Regions from separate parts of the Mus musculus genome. Here regions 2 and 3 are each linked to region 1. A link is a contact called in public promoter capture Hi-C data. All regions are on one chromosome and are shown on one strand. The core of a region is the stretch at or near the end of the contact, and the rest is flanking DNA. Distances in the headings are between cores, read along the strand shown. Region 1 holds the start of Vps37a (vacuolar protein sorting 37A). Region 2 holds the start of Ing2 (inhibitor of growth family, member 2). Region 3 holds the start of Ankrd37 (ankyrin repeat domain 37).

Evidence for each region. Promoter capture Hi-C pulls out the DNA fragments that hold promoters and counts their contacts.
Region 2: a contact with region 1 is called in a promoter capture Hi-C map of pre-B cells, with 3 times the contacts expected there. The contact joins the promoter of Ing2 here to the promoter of Vps37a in region 1. A contact is called at or near these places in 2 of 39 promoter capture datasets (liver and pre-B cells) and 1 of 484 Hi-C or Micro-C datasets (CD8 T cells).
Region 3: a contact with region 1 is called in a promoter capture Hi-C map of pre-B cells, with 2.7 times the contacts expected there. The contact joins the promoter of Ankrd37 here to the promoter of Vps37a in region 1. A contact is called at or near these places in 3 of 39 promoter capture datasets (cranial neural crest, liver and pre-B cells).

What each region holds. Positions count from the first base shown.
Region 1 is chr8:40,508,702-40,513,688 of GRCm38.p6, reverse strand. Vps37a (vacuolar protein sorting 37A) reads right to left here and starts at 1,906. Exons shown (of 12, transcript NM_033560.3): 1 at 1,456-1,906. The coding sequence starts at 1,580. Cnot7 (CCR4-NOT transcription complex, subunit 7) reads left to right here and starts at 1,935. Exons shown (of 7, transcript NM_011135.5): 1 at 1,935-2,149; 2 at 3,463-3,674. The coding sequence starts at 3,558.
Region 2 is chr8:47,672,943-47,677,929 of GRCm38.p6, reverse strand. It overlaps Ing2 (inhibitor of growth family, member 2), which reads left to right and starts at 2,771. Exons shown (of 2, transcript NM_023503.3): 1 at 2,771-3,424. The coding sequence starts at 3,250. It overlaps AA386476 (expressed sequence AA386476), which reads right to left and starts at 2,539. Exons shown (of 1, transcript NR_166692.1): 1 at 1-2,539.
Region 3 is chr8:45,997,384-46,002,370 of GRCm38.p6, reverse strand. Ankrd37 (ankyrin repeat domain 37) reads left to right here and starts at 2,521. Exons shown (of 5, transcript NM_001039562.1): 1 at 2,521-2,754; 2 at 2,968-3,120; 3 at 3,883-3,974; 4 at 4,551-4,757. The coding sequence starts at 2,728.

The sequences.
Region 1 (4,987 bases), core at 657-3,156:
TAGTTTCCTCCATTTCAGTCTACCACCATTAGATCGTGCCCTTTTGTCCTAACACTCTCCCACCCACTGCCTACTCCTAAGACAAAAAGGTTTCCCTGGGACTCGGGGTCTTCGTTTATGAAAGCTCCACACCACATAAAATTTGGCTTACACAAGTCTATTTTGTTCTCTCGTGTAGCCAACCCAAAGCTTTAAGAGCAGGCATGGATCATGACCTTACCATGAGTGGGGAAAAGCCATCACACCCGACAAAGTGGGACAACTTTATGAGTTGAATTTTCCACAGTGAAACCAACAATAAAGGATAGCTACTCTTTTCTACTTAAAAAGACAGTAAATGACTTTTTGAAACTTTCCTACAACCAAAAATGAAGTTGACAACCAAGAAACTCAGTTCAGTCAGCAACAGGCCTCATTCAAACTGATTTTGTAGTGAATTTTTCTTTAGACAATGTTTTTTTAGGTTATAGCTTACTTGCTTGGGAAGAAAATAGATGTGTAACACAAAAATAGCCCTTGATGGTGTGTTCAATAACTTGATGTTATTATCTCATGGATGTGTGAGTAGGTATGTATACATACATAATTATATTGTATAACATATTATAATGTGTATAATGTGACAAGGTTTTTGAAAGTCTAGAGTTTAATCATGTTGATCTCTAATATGCTTTATAAAATGTGCTGTGAAGCTGTTAGTTAATTGTAAAATCCATATATCGCAAAGCAGCTCTAATATTTGAAAGCCTGTAGCAGCCACGGACATATCTAATTTAAAAAAAAGACTGCAGCAAACAATTTTATATTTAAGAAAAAAAGTCGAAATAATCTGATTTCCTGTATTTCTAGTTTGACTACAATACAACAAGCAAACTCAAAAGACAACAGATAATGCAGATGGTTGTCTGGCAAGTCCTAAGTGTGGAGCCAAATAGAAGAAAGTGAGAAGTCTAAAGACTCTAACAATTACAAGACAGAAAGAGGTTATTGGAACAGGGTGAGCTTTAATTACAGACTCAAAAGGATTGTCACCAGGACAGAGTTAACTAAAAACACTGGCTTCCCTTTTCTTTGACGTTGCAACAGTTTAAATTTTCAGTTCATAAAACTGTTGGGAATTATCTTTCCAACTGTCTCTTAGCATGTTAACAATTCGAAGGCAATGCTACAATCAGGTAGATCAAAAGGAAAATTAGCGTGTGAGCTAGGGGTGCTGTATACAGATTAAAGAGAGATGACTCCGTTTGTCAGTGGAGATGAGCCAAGTCAAGAGAGGAGCTGAACAGCGGTGGGGCACCAGGGACACAAACTAGGGAAGCAAGCGCTTAACCCCACTGGAAGACCCATCAACAGGAGGCAGCTGATGGAGCGGCCTACGGATTCGCACACGGTGTGTTTGCAAGCAGCCCGCCCTCCCGTCCTACTTTACCCTGGGCCGAAGCCACCAGTCGTCACCTGGAATGGGAGTTCCGGAGTGACTCGATCAGCCGCTGCTTCTGCTGCTGGAGACTGGTGAGGCCGGCAGGGGACCCAGCCGCGGAGGATGACGCGCTCTTCGCCAGGGGAAAGAGCCAGCTCATCCTCCTCGGGTCCCCGGGCCCGAGGCCCTACAAGGTTCTGGCCTGCTGCTCCTCGCTTAGCCCAGTGCTTCCCGGGCGATCGAGCACGGCCCGGACGGGGTGCCCAGGGGCCGCGCCGTCTCCCACACGCCGCGCTCGTGAGTCCCTGGCCCCGGGGGTCCGAGCTACCACTGCGGGCGGCTGGAGAAGGGCGACTCGTCGGCTGGACGGAACCCCGGTGTGCTCCGGGCCACCACCACCCCGGGGTCAGTTAGCTAGGCCTGGTCGCCTTGCCGGCTCAGCTGCTCCAACGCCGGGGCGTTCGTCACCTGCCCGCCCCGCCTCCTGAGGGAGGGCCCCGCCCACCCGGCGCCCGGCGTCATCAGGCCGCGCCCTCGGCGGGACGTGCGAGGAGCGACGTCGCCGCGCTGGGCCGAGCGCCGCTCCAGCTCCCCTTTCCCCCTTTCGCAGGGCGAGAGGCGTCTATGGGGCTCCCGCCGCCGCCGCCGGTACCGCCACCGCCACCGCCGCCGCCGGGTGCTAGCTCTATGGCGAGGAGGAGGAGGAGGAGCGCGAGCTCAGAGACCCAAGTAGATCCGGCGGGGGCCCGGGCGTGCTGGGGCGCCTTGGGAAAAGGGGCTGGGAGTGGGGAGCCCGAGATTGGCGCGCGCGATGGCGCCCGCCTAAGCGTGGCTGTGTGGGACGGAACTGGCGGAGGCGGGGAGCCCGGGGGGACGGCGGTGCTAACGGGCGGGGGGCGGGTGGGGGCTGTCAGGGGCGCGGCGCGCAGTGATGACGCCACCGCTTTGTACCTGGGACTTCGTTGTGGGAAGGAAATTGCGAGTGGAGGGCGGTGGCCTACTTGGGGCCCCGGTGGCTTTCGTCCTCGGCAGTGGTTTTTGGGGGTAGTCGGTCTGGCTCTAGGCCATGCGAATAGGCACCCTGCTCCTGGCCGGCGGCCAGCCGAGCGACTTATCCTTGACATGAAGGCGGCCGTGCTCTCTCCACGTTGCTCGCCCACGGAGGACGCGCGACCTCAGGGATGAGAAGGCCTTGGCTGCCCCTTGGAGGGACCCCTGAGACCGCAGTAGAGAAGAGCGGGTGGAGGAAAGCAGGGTTAAAGTACAGTGTGTCGGTAGAGCGCGTGTAGGGACCGGTGTGAGGACGGAGGGGAGGAAGAAAGAAGGCGTGCCCTGCATCACCTTTTGTTTTCTCCAGCGTACATTTAGGAGTTTGGGACACCAGGCCACCCTCTTTTAACTCGCTGGTTTTGTCGGGGGTTATTGTGTGTTTGGTCCCTGTCCGTCTGATTAATTATCTTACCATTGTATACCGTGAACCTTGTGTGGATGGCAGAGACGTGAGGTCTCTCTTGGGTTGCCAGTTTTTGAAATTAGAAATTTTTAAATGTACACATTTCATTGCCTGCCTGCCTACCTGCTTGCTTGCTTTCTTTCTTTCTTTCTTTCTTTCTCCCTCCCGCTATATTTGTTTCTGAGATTGCCTAATGGCTTTTCAAAACATTTTTAAGAAAAATGTTTCCTCTGCTCTGCTTTGAATGAGTAAGATTTTTAAATGTTTTGTTAGAAGAATAAAAGCAAGCATTCTGTTATGAAACGTTTGATTTTGTTGATTTTTTTTTTTTTTTTTGGCTTGAAATGGTTCAAAGTTTTGTGTGGAGTGAATTGAACTCGGAGCAAATCTTAATTAGTGAAATTTATATTCAGTTGGGAAATCGGCGGTGTGGTGCTTTTATCCTCTAAATATTAGCTGTATACCTTGAGAAAAGGAACTGTCTAAAACTTGATTTTGTTATGAGTCATGAACTTTGTATAAATAAGGTTTATACCAGCCCAGTTTTATAATTCACATTCATGATATTGGTGTTTTTTTATTTCAACAGGTGCATAAGTAAAGGGTAAAGTATTTTTATGACACAAATCTTCAATCAAGTATAACATTTTGATGCTCCACATCTAGACTCCTTGTGCTGTCACTATGCCAGCAGCAACCGTAGATCATAGCCAAAGAATTTGTGAAGTTTGGGCTTGTAACCTGGATGAAGAGATGAAGAAAATCCGTCAAGTTATCCGAAAATATAATTATGTTGCTATGGTATGGACATGACTAAAGCTTTTTAAAATGCCTTTTGTAAGGGTGAAGTGGGAAGTGTGTGAGTGAATAAGTACGTGTGTGTGTGTGTGTGTGTGTGTGTGTGTGTGTGTGTGTGTGTGTGTGTGTGTGTTTGGGGGGAGGGGTGCACTGACACGGGTCTTTTGGTGGCCTGAGACTTCCTGATTAAGCTACATTGACTGGCCAGGAAGCCCCAGGGATCCACCTGCCTCTGCTTTCCAAACATGTAAATTGCCAGCACATGGGCCATGCACCTTTTAAGCATAGATTCTTGAGTTTGAACTCCTTCTGGTCCACATGCTTGCATGCCAAGTGCTTTTACCAGATGAACTGTCCCCCTAAGCCCTGGAGTGGGCTGTTAAAACCATCAGGTAAAGCTGGGCGTGGTGGTGCACGCCTTTAATCCCAGCACCTGGGAGGCTGAGGCAGGTGGATTTCTGAGTTCGAGGCCAGCCTGGTCTACAGAGTGAGTTCCAGGACAGCCAGGGCTATACAGAGAAACCCTGTCTCAAAAAACCAAAACAAAAACCAAAAACCATCAGTTAAACCCTTCTCATTGATAGCTAAGGATTAATTTAATCATGAAAAAAGTGGACTATTTCTTTCATCGAAGGCTATCAGAAACAAAACTATTTTGACAAGTTGAGTTTTTACTGCTTGCATTAATCGGCAAGGGATTAGGAGTCAGGGACATTTGAGTGTAAGTGGCAGACATGCTTTAGGATTTAGTCTTGCTTCACCTGGGTTTAAGAGATTAAGGGAGGCAGGCTTCCCTGTGCTCTCAGGAAGCTATGGCATTCCTATGGGTTTTTACTGAGTCTGAGCTGCTTTGTGAGAAGGCAAGAGTAAGATACCAAGGCTGCAGATGGGAGGAGTCGCTCACTCAGCTAGGAGGAGAATGTTGTGTGGTTTAGACGTCTTTGGCATGGGGAGGAGGACATGGTTACAGAATGTACTTGTTGATGTACAATTTTGTGAAGCTGATTACGTTCAGTGGGAGGACTATAAAGCCTATCTAAGCATGTCAGCTCAGCTCTAAGCAATCCCAAGGCCGTGCTACTAGGTCCAAATAAGCTTTCAGACCAGTGAGTTCCTGGGTATCTTTTTAAAAAGAAGAAAGATAGAAAAACCAAAGTAGATCTTTTAGAAAAAAAAAAATTGCTAAAGCTCCAGAAACATACTTGATCATTAAACAGTCTGCTCTTATAAGTGGTATTCAGTCTGCCTAGCATGTTTGTATAATTAATTTTCTGCTTTGTTACTACATTTTGTGTATTTGTTATAGCTAGTCTATT
Region 2 (4,987 bases), core at 1,522-4,021, 7.2 Mb before region 1:
TTCAGTGCAAAAGATACAAGATCCTTGAGCACCAGGCATGTACATGGTACACAGCCACCAATCAAAGAAAAGAAAAAAGGGAAAAAAATGAAATATTAAACAGAAGAAAAGATTTTCTAATGTAATCAGCTTAATTCAGGCAGAAACTGTTTTCCCTCAGTTCCTGCTAGTTTGCTTTTAATCAGTTGAGACTGTTTCTCTCATCTCATACCATATTAACTATGGACATAAACATTTTAGTATAAAAGAAATAGGCTTGAGGACATTTCCCATTAGGCACCTAATAAAAGGCACATAATAGACTTAGTCCAGTAATTTGAAGCCAATTGCACACTATTGGGGGGGGGGCATCAGCTACTTATCTTTTTCCAGGTCAGTTTAAGAGCAGGACAAAATACTAAAGAACAACCCTGCCCATCCCACCCCAGAATAGCATCAATTTCTAGAGTGTAGAGTGGGAGATTTTTAAATTTTGCGTTCAGGAGTTAGGAGACCCACTCTGAAGAGGCCATATGAGTAGCTACTTTAAGAGAAGGACACTGATAAATAGCTTGGGTCAAGAGCTGGAATTGCAAGGACTAAAGAATGCAATGCCTACTTCCCATCCTCGAGTAAACATTTTCCCCACACAGGCTGCTTCCAGAAGGATGCCAGAATTAGATTAACCTGTATGAATAAATGCAGCAAGAAAAGCACACCTGCACTAATCCATACACATTATCATGTTTTAAGTTCACAAAGTTTCTATCAGTGCCAGTGGAAAACAGGGATCTGGAGTTCTTTCTCGTCCTTCAGTCTGTCAGAATTATTTGAGGTACCAAGAATGCTTTCCAAAATCCTTCCTTGCTTCTCAACTTGTTTTTTTTTTTTTTTTGCTCTTGGTAAGTCACAACCAGTCAGCCTGCAGCTCAGTAAAGCAGGCTGTATAAAATCCATGGGCCCATACAGTGTCTAACTCCAATCAGTAAGAAACAGGGCAGCTTGCAGTAATTCCACCTTTTAGCTAGAATTGGCTGAACCAAGTTTGTGAGTAAATACAAAAATTAATTCAGGTTTTAAAAAAAGGGAACAAGCTGGGCAGTGGTGGCACACGCCTTTAACTCAGCACTTGGGGGGCAGAGGCAGAAGGATTTCTGAGTTTGAGGCCAGTCTGGTCTAGAGAGTGAGCTCCAGGACAGCCAGGGCTACACAGAGAAACCCTGTCTCGAAATCAAAACCAAACCAAACCAAACCAAACCAAAAACAAAATAACAACAAAATCAAGTCAATAACCTTAACAATGGTTATTTTCAACAAGACCTGGCTCTTTAATATTAAATAATGGAAAGAAAATTCGTCCCACGTTCTCAGAAATTCAATAAATACTGTGCTTGCCTCGGTTGGCTTAATACTCCACTGATCAAAATCTCAGCGTTAAAGTACATTAACACATTAGTTCCCAGGCCTTCCAATATAGCCCTTGTCCTCAGGACGCCGAATTCCGCGTTGTGTTTTGTCGAAATCCAAATTTTCATCTAGACCAGGACCTAGGTTTCCCTTGGCATCCCAACAGCTGCTTAATATACCCCACTGTATGAAAGTGTGCTGAACAGGCCGGGCAACAGGTATAGCGCTGCAAACCGGGCAAGAGCACCCAAACTTAGCACTCTGGCGTTTTCTCTCTTCTCATTCAAAGACGCCGCTCCCATTGGGCATCTCATCTGAATTAAGCGACTACTCTTTCTTATACCTATTTCGGTTGGGGGGGGGGGGGAGAACCAAAACCAAAACAGCTCACATATTTATATACATTCCGGAAGTCTATCCGTAATTACAGTGAGCTCCTCCTACCGGCATTTCACTGATGGTACTGGGGGAGTAAGGCGGATAATCCCTCACACGGAAAGCACCGCACTCGGTGGTTGATCCGATTTCTAATCCCATCTGCACTGATCCCCTGCTGGCTAGTGGTGAAGCCGAGTGAAAAGACAGTGAGGACTGTGTGTCCTCGCTGGCGGGTGATGCCTAGGCGATTCGACATCTGACAACAGTTTCCTTAAGATGGTTTGGGACTGGGGACCGGGGCGGCGTGCAGCCTTGCCACCTCCCTAAACCAAACTCTTAAGCGCGAGGAGGGGGAGCAGACCCTGAGAGCCACCCCGGCGCTGGGGGGTGGAGGGGCCGCACGCAAGGCGGGGAGTCCGCATTTAAAAGGGCAGAGGGCGCACCGCCTACCTCCGCGGTCCGCCCCGGTGCTCCGGGACCGTGGCCGCGGGGCGCTCGGCGGGAAGTCGCCGCGCATGCCCGGAGCCGCGCCCGCTGCACCCTGGGTCGCCTTAGTTCCCCCTCAGGCCTCACTCGGCCAGCGGCGCCCAGGGGCCGCTCGCTGCTGTCTTGGAGGCTCGCGAGGGAGGCGCTGGATCCGCCAGATGGAGGCAAGGTCGGTAACTCGGGGCCGAGCGAGCCGAGCCGGCGCTTCCTATCCCTGTAGGGGAACAGAAACGAAGAGAGCGGTCGCCCGGCCTCTCGGGGGCAACCGTCAGGACTTCGGTCGAAGGGGGCAGGCTCAGCCATGCGGTCCCTTTAAGAGGGGGCGGGGCGCGGCCTGCCGTTTGGCCGGCCTCCGCACCCTCCCCCCGCCCCCAGGCGAGAGCTGACAGACCAATCGCCCGGGTGGCGCAGGGAAGGCGGGAGAATGCGAACTCTTCGGTAGGACGATAGGGGCGGGGCCCCAGCCTTATTAGGAGTGAGTGCTGCGCAGGCGCAGATGCGGTCGCTGGCCAAGGGGCGGGGACTAGTCCTGTGAGACTCCGACAGGCACGGAGGCTGATAGAGAGGCGAGAGGGTAGCGAGGGGCTTGTCACGGGGATCCGGGCGACCGGGCAGCCCCGGTAGTGTCTGGGGAGTCCCCGGGGGGGACAGCCAGCGTCGCTGCCTGGGAGCCCCGGCGCCATCGGCCGCGGGGAACCCCGCTGCTCGCTCTCCTAGAGAGGGAGGGGGCCGGAGGGAGCCCCGGTCTCGCCCCGCCCCTGGGCTTGTTACCGCGGGGGCGGGGAGTAAGGGCTTCTTCTTGGGGGAGTGGAGATCGGGGGACTCGGCGGTGCCCTCTCGAGCGGCGGCCGTGTCCCCGCGGCGCCGGGCTGCCGAGCGGAGGAGCGGCGGTCGTGGCTGTTGCATGTGTGGCTGCTGGATGCGGAGGCGGCGGCGGCGGCGGCGGCGAGGAGCAGCAGCAGCGGCGGCGGCGGCGGTGGTGGTGGTGGCGGCGGCAGGATGTTAGGGCAGCAGCAGCAGCAGCAGCTGTACTCGTCGGCCGCGCTCCTGACCGGAGAGCGGAGCCGGCTGCTCTCCTGCTACGTGCAGGACTACCTGGAGTGTGTGGAGTCGCTGCCCCACGACATGCAGAGGAACGTGTCGGTGCTGCGGGAGCTGGACAACAAATACCAAGGTACTTTCCCTTCTTTCGGGTGACAGTGTGCGCCGAGTGCACCGAGCGATCTGGTGTGTGGGGCCGGGAAGCGGTTGTGTGTGTGTGTGTGTGTGTCTGGGTGGGGGGACGGCACAGCACACTCGCGGCCCTCCCTGTCCCGGCTGCGGCTGACGAGGACTTCCGAGGACCGCCCGTCCGTCAGCCCCCGTTGCAGCTCCGGCGGCTGGCTGCAGCTGCCGCGGACGGGAATCAGCCATTTTTAAGCGAGCATTTGTTCCGGTGCCTGCCGGTTGGGTGCCGCACACTGTCCTGCCCGGGGCTGGAGAGTGTGCAACGAGCAGGGTTGCGGGGCTGGACCGGGGTGCTGGGCCTGCTTAGCCCCTTGCCTGCTGGGGCTCCCTCCGTCTGCGAGCAGATGCATTGGAACGTATGGGGGGGAGGGGGCGAGAGGACGGCGGAGGTGGACTCGGGAGATGCCTCTCCCCCCACCCCCACCCCCCTCCAGCTCCCGGCGTGGCGCGGGACTGGGACGGTCTGTGCTTCCCTCTCGCCCCGGGGAAAGTTCCGGGCCGCCCGGTGTCTCACTCAGCCCTTCTTCGGCTACTGCCAAATGGTTAAAGGGGGAGGGGTTCCCCCGCAGGGCGAGACGGAGAAGGGGTGTGTGTGTTGTGTATGTGTGTGCGTCCGTGTGTGTGTGTGCGTGTGTGTGTGAGTGTGTGGCGGGGAGGGTCCGGCCTAGGGGCGGGGCCTGCAGGTGTGACGTCGTATGGGCGGGGCGCGCGCTCCCGCGGGAGTCGGCCACGGCGGGCTGCTCGGAAGGGTCCTGGGGTGGACTGAACCCATTGCTGGGCGGGACGGTCGGTGGGCCTGGGCGGAGTCAGTGTTGGGTGTTGGGAGAGATATTTCAAATCTCTCCCTAGCCCCCCCCCCCACCCCGGTTAGTGAATCAAGACGCGGACACCGCCGTGGGGGACTGTCTCTGACCCTGGCTCAGCGTAGGTTCCGGGCCATGTGTCACTTCCGGACTTCTGGAGGAAGTGGGTTCGTTGGCTGGGCAACCACCTGGCGTCTTTGCACCCTTGGGTTCCTCCTCCACCAAGTTTAAATGAGGAGAAAAGCTTTTTCTTGTCATCAAAGAAACTAGGACAGGGAATATCTTCAGGGATTGTCATACCTTTCTCCTGCTAGGACAGGAGAAATTTAAATGGGGATACGTTCAGCCTTTAGTAACCCCTAGTCAAGAAACTGTGTAGACCTAATATGGACCATAAAAACAACTTGGAGTCATTCTGTTTCCCCAGACCATCCCCAGTCCTGTAACTTAATCCTGTAATACACCCCATGGTGACTTAGCATGTAAGAGCACTTAGGTGTTTTCAATCGACAAACTTGTTTTCTAAGTCTCTCACTGTTTATAGTATAACAGTGTTTTCACCAGATTCAAAGACTTATGAGGTAAAAATCTACTTTTATAGACAAAATTTATAGGGATGGTATAATGAATTCAGTTAATTGGTGGAGAATATTTTATTTCAAAGCTGTCTGCTTTTAAAACCGTTTTAAAACTGTGACTCCTCTCAA
Region 3 (4,987 bases), core at 1,272-3,771, 5.5 Mb before region 1:
GCAGCTAAGTCCAGCAGATGTGAGCCCATGCGGTGATACCCAGACTCTGCTCAGAAGTCAGCATCGCACAGAACTCCTTGCCATCCTCCTGCTGATCCTATTTTCTAACACTTCTTTGCCACCATCCCCAGAGCCTCAGCGGAGGTGGTGGTAAGGAGTAGATGAAGAAGTCTTGTTATGGGTGAGTGAGCACTCTGTAAACTCCAAGACGACTTGGGTTATTACAGGAAAACCGCAATTAAAGAAGTCTCCGAAACAACGTAAGCTATTGCCATTGCCAAAGTACATGGTAAAACCCTCTTGCTGAAGACACCATACCCCATGGCTTTAGGGCAGAGAGACACCAATCTCAAAGCGACTGGGAAATTGCCTCCTGCTATCTAGTTTTCACAGAGCCAGAAGGTGCAGTGCAGTCTGTTGAGTGGGGAAAGACATGAGAGCTTTTACCTAGTGCTGGACTCCACATATGACAATACAAACCTGGCCAAGCAACAAGTGCCCACTACTGCAACAGGGGCACAACTGTCATGGGGTAACTGCTTTCTGATTGGACTTTAAGCTGGCTCCTCAGGAGAGAATATCATATTTGGTACTGTAATCCTGGTCGAGAGCCCATGGATGGGGAAGTCATAGATAGGTCTTAAGGTAGAAGTCACCATTGTTATTTTTCTAGATGGCTAGGTTTTCAAATAGCTGTGTGTGTGTGTGTGTGTGTGTGTGTGTGTGTGTGTGTGTGTGTCAGGATCAGACTGCAAGTCTCGGGGATTCTCCTATGTTCACCCCCTCCAGCTTTGGAATGACAGGTGCAGGTAGCTGTCCTTGTTTTGTTATTCATGTGGGAGCTGAAGACTGAACTCAGGTTAGTATGCAAATTACATTACAATCTTAGAAATGGTCAAATTATACACATCTGAGAGAACTGTATTAAAATCAGATTATCAGGTTTGATTTGCACCTGTTGTACACACCTATATAACTAGAGTTAAATACAATTTTTTTTTTTTCAGGCACTGAGGAGCCATGAGTGAAAAAAGTTTTAAGAAGCCCTGTTCTAGGGAACAGCCTAAGATTGTGGACCACCACAATGAGCAGTGTGCCTTATTAAAGAATTATATTGGTTAGTGAAAATTAATGGGTGAGAATTTTGTGACTTGTTGGGAAAACTGTGACTATGATAAACTTGCTGTTCTTTAAAACCATACTGGTTCAGATATCTTCTGTTACAACTATTGAAAAAGAATCCTCATTAAAACGGGAAGCCAAATATTTAAATAAAACTTCCTTAGGAGCTAAGATTTACAGGAAGAAGCACAACATAGACTATTTTAAGCGACACGGTCTTCTGTGTCAAGTAAACTCTACATGTTATTTGATGTCTAACCAGCTGTTAATAGTTTCTTACCTCTATGTTTCACCTGCTACCATTAACTTTAACTACAGTCAGAAGTCAACAGGGTTCATGAAAAGGAATTCAAACTTTGCAGTTATTACATTGTCATGAATTTTACCAGTAATGCCATGTTTGTTTTAAAATCTCACCCTAAATTATTGTTTCTTTTGGTCTGCTTCTCAGACTTTACTGACTTCAAGGCTTTGAGTAGTAGTATCCTGGGAAGAGTCCTTTTGTTCCTCAGGCTTATCTGATGCTCTAATTTGGGTTCTGGGTTTTGATGAAGCCCTTCTCATGTCCTAGCGCAGGGGTTCATGCTGTCAGCAGATCACATCACTAACATTAAATCACTTGGCTGCTTTCTTCACGGTAATCTTTTGTTCTTTCCTTTCCGTATTCTTATTATTCCTAATAACCGGAGTGAGGGCCATCCCCTTGGCAAACTCCTTGTATTTACTAGCTATTGCCGGAACCAGGACGGGTTTCGGACCCTCAGGGGACGTGTGACAATGGGTGGCTTATTTCACAGGAATTGCCACCTTGCTCACAAAGGCAACACTGACTGATAGGTAATTCACTGGGTTTGGGAGAGCATCTCCTATGGTAAACCCTCCGTCACAGTCTCATCGACATGCCCTCTAACGCCCCACCGCTGCATCCCCTTCCAAAGCATCCTGCGGCGCGCGCGGCGGCGGAGGACGTGGGGCAGGAGGAAGCACCTTCGGACCAAGCTGGAGGTGGAGGACGCGGGGCCTGCGGGGGTGGATGGGTGTGGGCTACTTCTGCTTCCCTCTTTTCCGGGCTACGTGCGTGCTCTCAGTCACAAAGCCATGCACCGGCGATTGCGGCTTCTCCAGAGGGCTAAAAGGGCTTGACTCCACCCAGCAGTACGTGCCTAGCTCGGCTCGCATCATGGCCGCCGCCAAAGCGCAAAGGCCAGGCCTTCCACCCTCTTCGCCCACCACCTTCACTGCGCACGCGTGCTGCGGCCGCCTGGGCTTCGCTCCCAACAGGGCGGACCCAGGGGGAGGTCGGCCTGGCCAATCAGCTGGCAGGCCGCGCAGCAGGCTCCGCCCCCTCCTCTTTTGCTTGGGGTTCCAGGCTGCACATGTCAGTGTTTGGGTACGTGAGGCCGCAGCGGGGCTGGGGACATCGCGCTGGGCAGAACCAGGCCGTGGGAACGCTCCCAGGCTGGGGAGCGGCGGGGAGGAGCCGCGGCCCTGCAGGTTCCCGAGAGCTTTAAATTCTCCCGAACTGGGGCAGTCCCTTGCATTCTTACCGGCCAGTGTTGCCTCTCTGAACTCCCGGGGACACTTGTCATCTGCTTTAGGTGGGCGATGCTGTTGCTTAGTTGCAACTTGGAGGTGAGACTCTCGCCCCTTTAAGTCCTGCAGGCTAGATCTCCCAGAGGTCTGTGTGTCTTAGGAGCTCTAACAAACGTGACAGTGACAAACTGCTGGGTTACCAAGTCAAACCTTGTCAGATCTTGTTTTCTTTTTTTTTCCGTGGAGGGGTGGATTTTCAGCTCAGAGGGCTCGAGCGGGACAGGACAGTGACAAGCTGTTCTTTTCCTGCAGGAGGATGACCTTAAGAGTTTGCTGGAGACAGGAGCATCAGTGAACGCACCTCCGGATCCCCAGGAGCAGTCGCCTGCTCACCTAGCTGCAGGTGGCGGCCTTGCGTGCTTTCTTCTCTGGCAGCTGCAAACAGGTGCTGACCTCAACCAACAGGTAACTAGGTAACCGATTGTTGCTATGTACAACCCTCTCCTCCACCCAGTGTCTGCACGGACATTTCCTAGATGTCCGTTTCAGTTGGTATAAACAGGCATATAGGAATTTCCAGGAGAAAAATACATACTGCAAGATGGTAACTTGGAACTTTTTAGTATCCACATTAATAAAACAAAAACAAGCCATGGGATTTCTTTTAATAATCTAATCCCAAATACTCTTTCAGTATGTAATTATATCAGCAATGATTTATGTGTATTTTATTTTGCTCTTGTACCACGGTTCCCAATTCAGTGTGTATTTTACTTTTATGGCATAGCTCAGTGAAGTCGAACCACATTTCAAATATATATATATAGCATGTATTTACTGTACTTTTAAAAGTACTTGCTATTGTCCAAGTTCCAGTCAACCAGGAAATAGTATGTGGGAAACATGCCCACCATCAATTCTTCCAGTAGTCTTCATCTTCATTAGAGTGTGACGAAGTTTTTAATTGTAAACCTTTGGCTTCTATAGAACTCTATAGTGTGCTGGCATTCCCTTAATTTTTTAATGTGTGCAAATATGATGGCATGTTTTTATTAATGGAAACTTTGTATTAGCACAGCAAGAGAACTTCATGAAAAATACAATTAGTGGAATAATCCAGTTGTTACAAGGTAGTTTTCACTGGCTCCCTCAAATAGCTGGTATTACTTTGCCCACTGGCTTCTACAGAATGTTAGGGAGACCCTAATGTGCAGTCTTGTCTTACAGGATGTCTTGGGAGAAACTCCACTCCACAAGGCAGCAAAGGTTGGAAGCCTGGACTGCCTGAGCCTCCTTGTGGCCAGTGATGTCCAGATTGGGTGAGTCTGAAATCAGTGGTCTGAGGCTTTGTGGTTTCTTGGATTAAATTAACCATACTCCTAATTATATATGATCTTAAAAATAATACTCGCCTAACTGGTAATATAATGTTATCCTTCCAGGAATTGAATATTATCAAATAGAGTAAGTGGAAACAGATGTTCGGCATCCAGAGGTGCAAGTCTTCATGGCATTCTACTACAGTTTTGGCTCAGGAAGACTTTTCCTATAGAAGTTCTCACTGGCTATCTACTGAACCATATAGTTAAATACAGTGAATTTGAACACCAAATATTCTTGTAGTTAGATTCTTTCAATAGTGAAATATGATAATGGAATAAAAATACGATAGACTGTCCATGATATGCGGTGTGCTAGTCACTGAGCATACAGTGAACAGAATTTAATTTCCTTGATCTTTCTTTGGCCCAATTCCGGTGTGATGTGTATGTATGTTCTCGAGAGTGTGAGACCTCTTTTATCCTGTTCCCTGTGTTGATATGTATTCCAATTTCCTCTACTAGAAAAATAATAAACAATAATTTTCACTTAACTCAATTTTTGTCTAATTTCAGCGTATGCAATAAGAATGGGCAGACAGCTGAAGATCTTGCTTGGTCATATGGCTTTCCAGAATGTGCCAGGTTTCTAACAATGATTAAATGTATGCAGACGGCAAGATCATCAGGTGAGCAACAGGAGCGTGACCCCCGTGCTCCTGTGCTGAGACAGAAGCGGAGTTTCAGGACTGTGGAGAGTGGAGTGATGAAGAGAAAGTGTTGGTGAGTGCCTCATGGTGTGGCCTGCTTTCTCCTTAGGATTGGCTCTCCTGGCAGACTTGATTGTTGCACTTAATGTTGGCACTCTGATCTAAGGTCCAGTATATTTTTGTTTTTTAAAATTTTATCATTGGTTATAGTTACTGCTGACCAGCTTCTAGAGACCAAAAGTTTGTCCTGTATGGTGGGAATTTGGGGACGAGACCTTCTTTTAAAAGTTTTTTAAGGTTGTG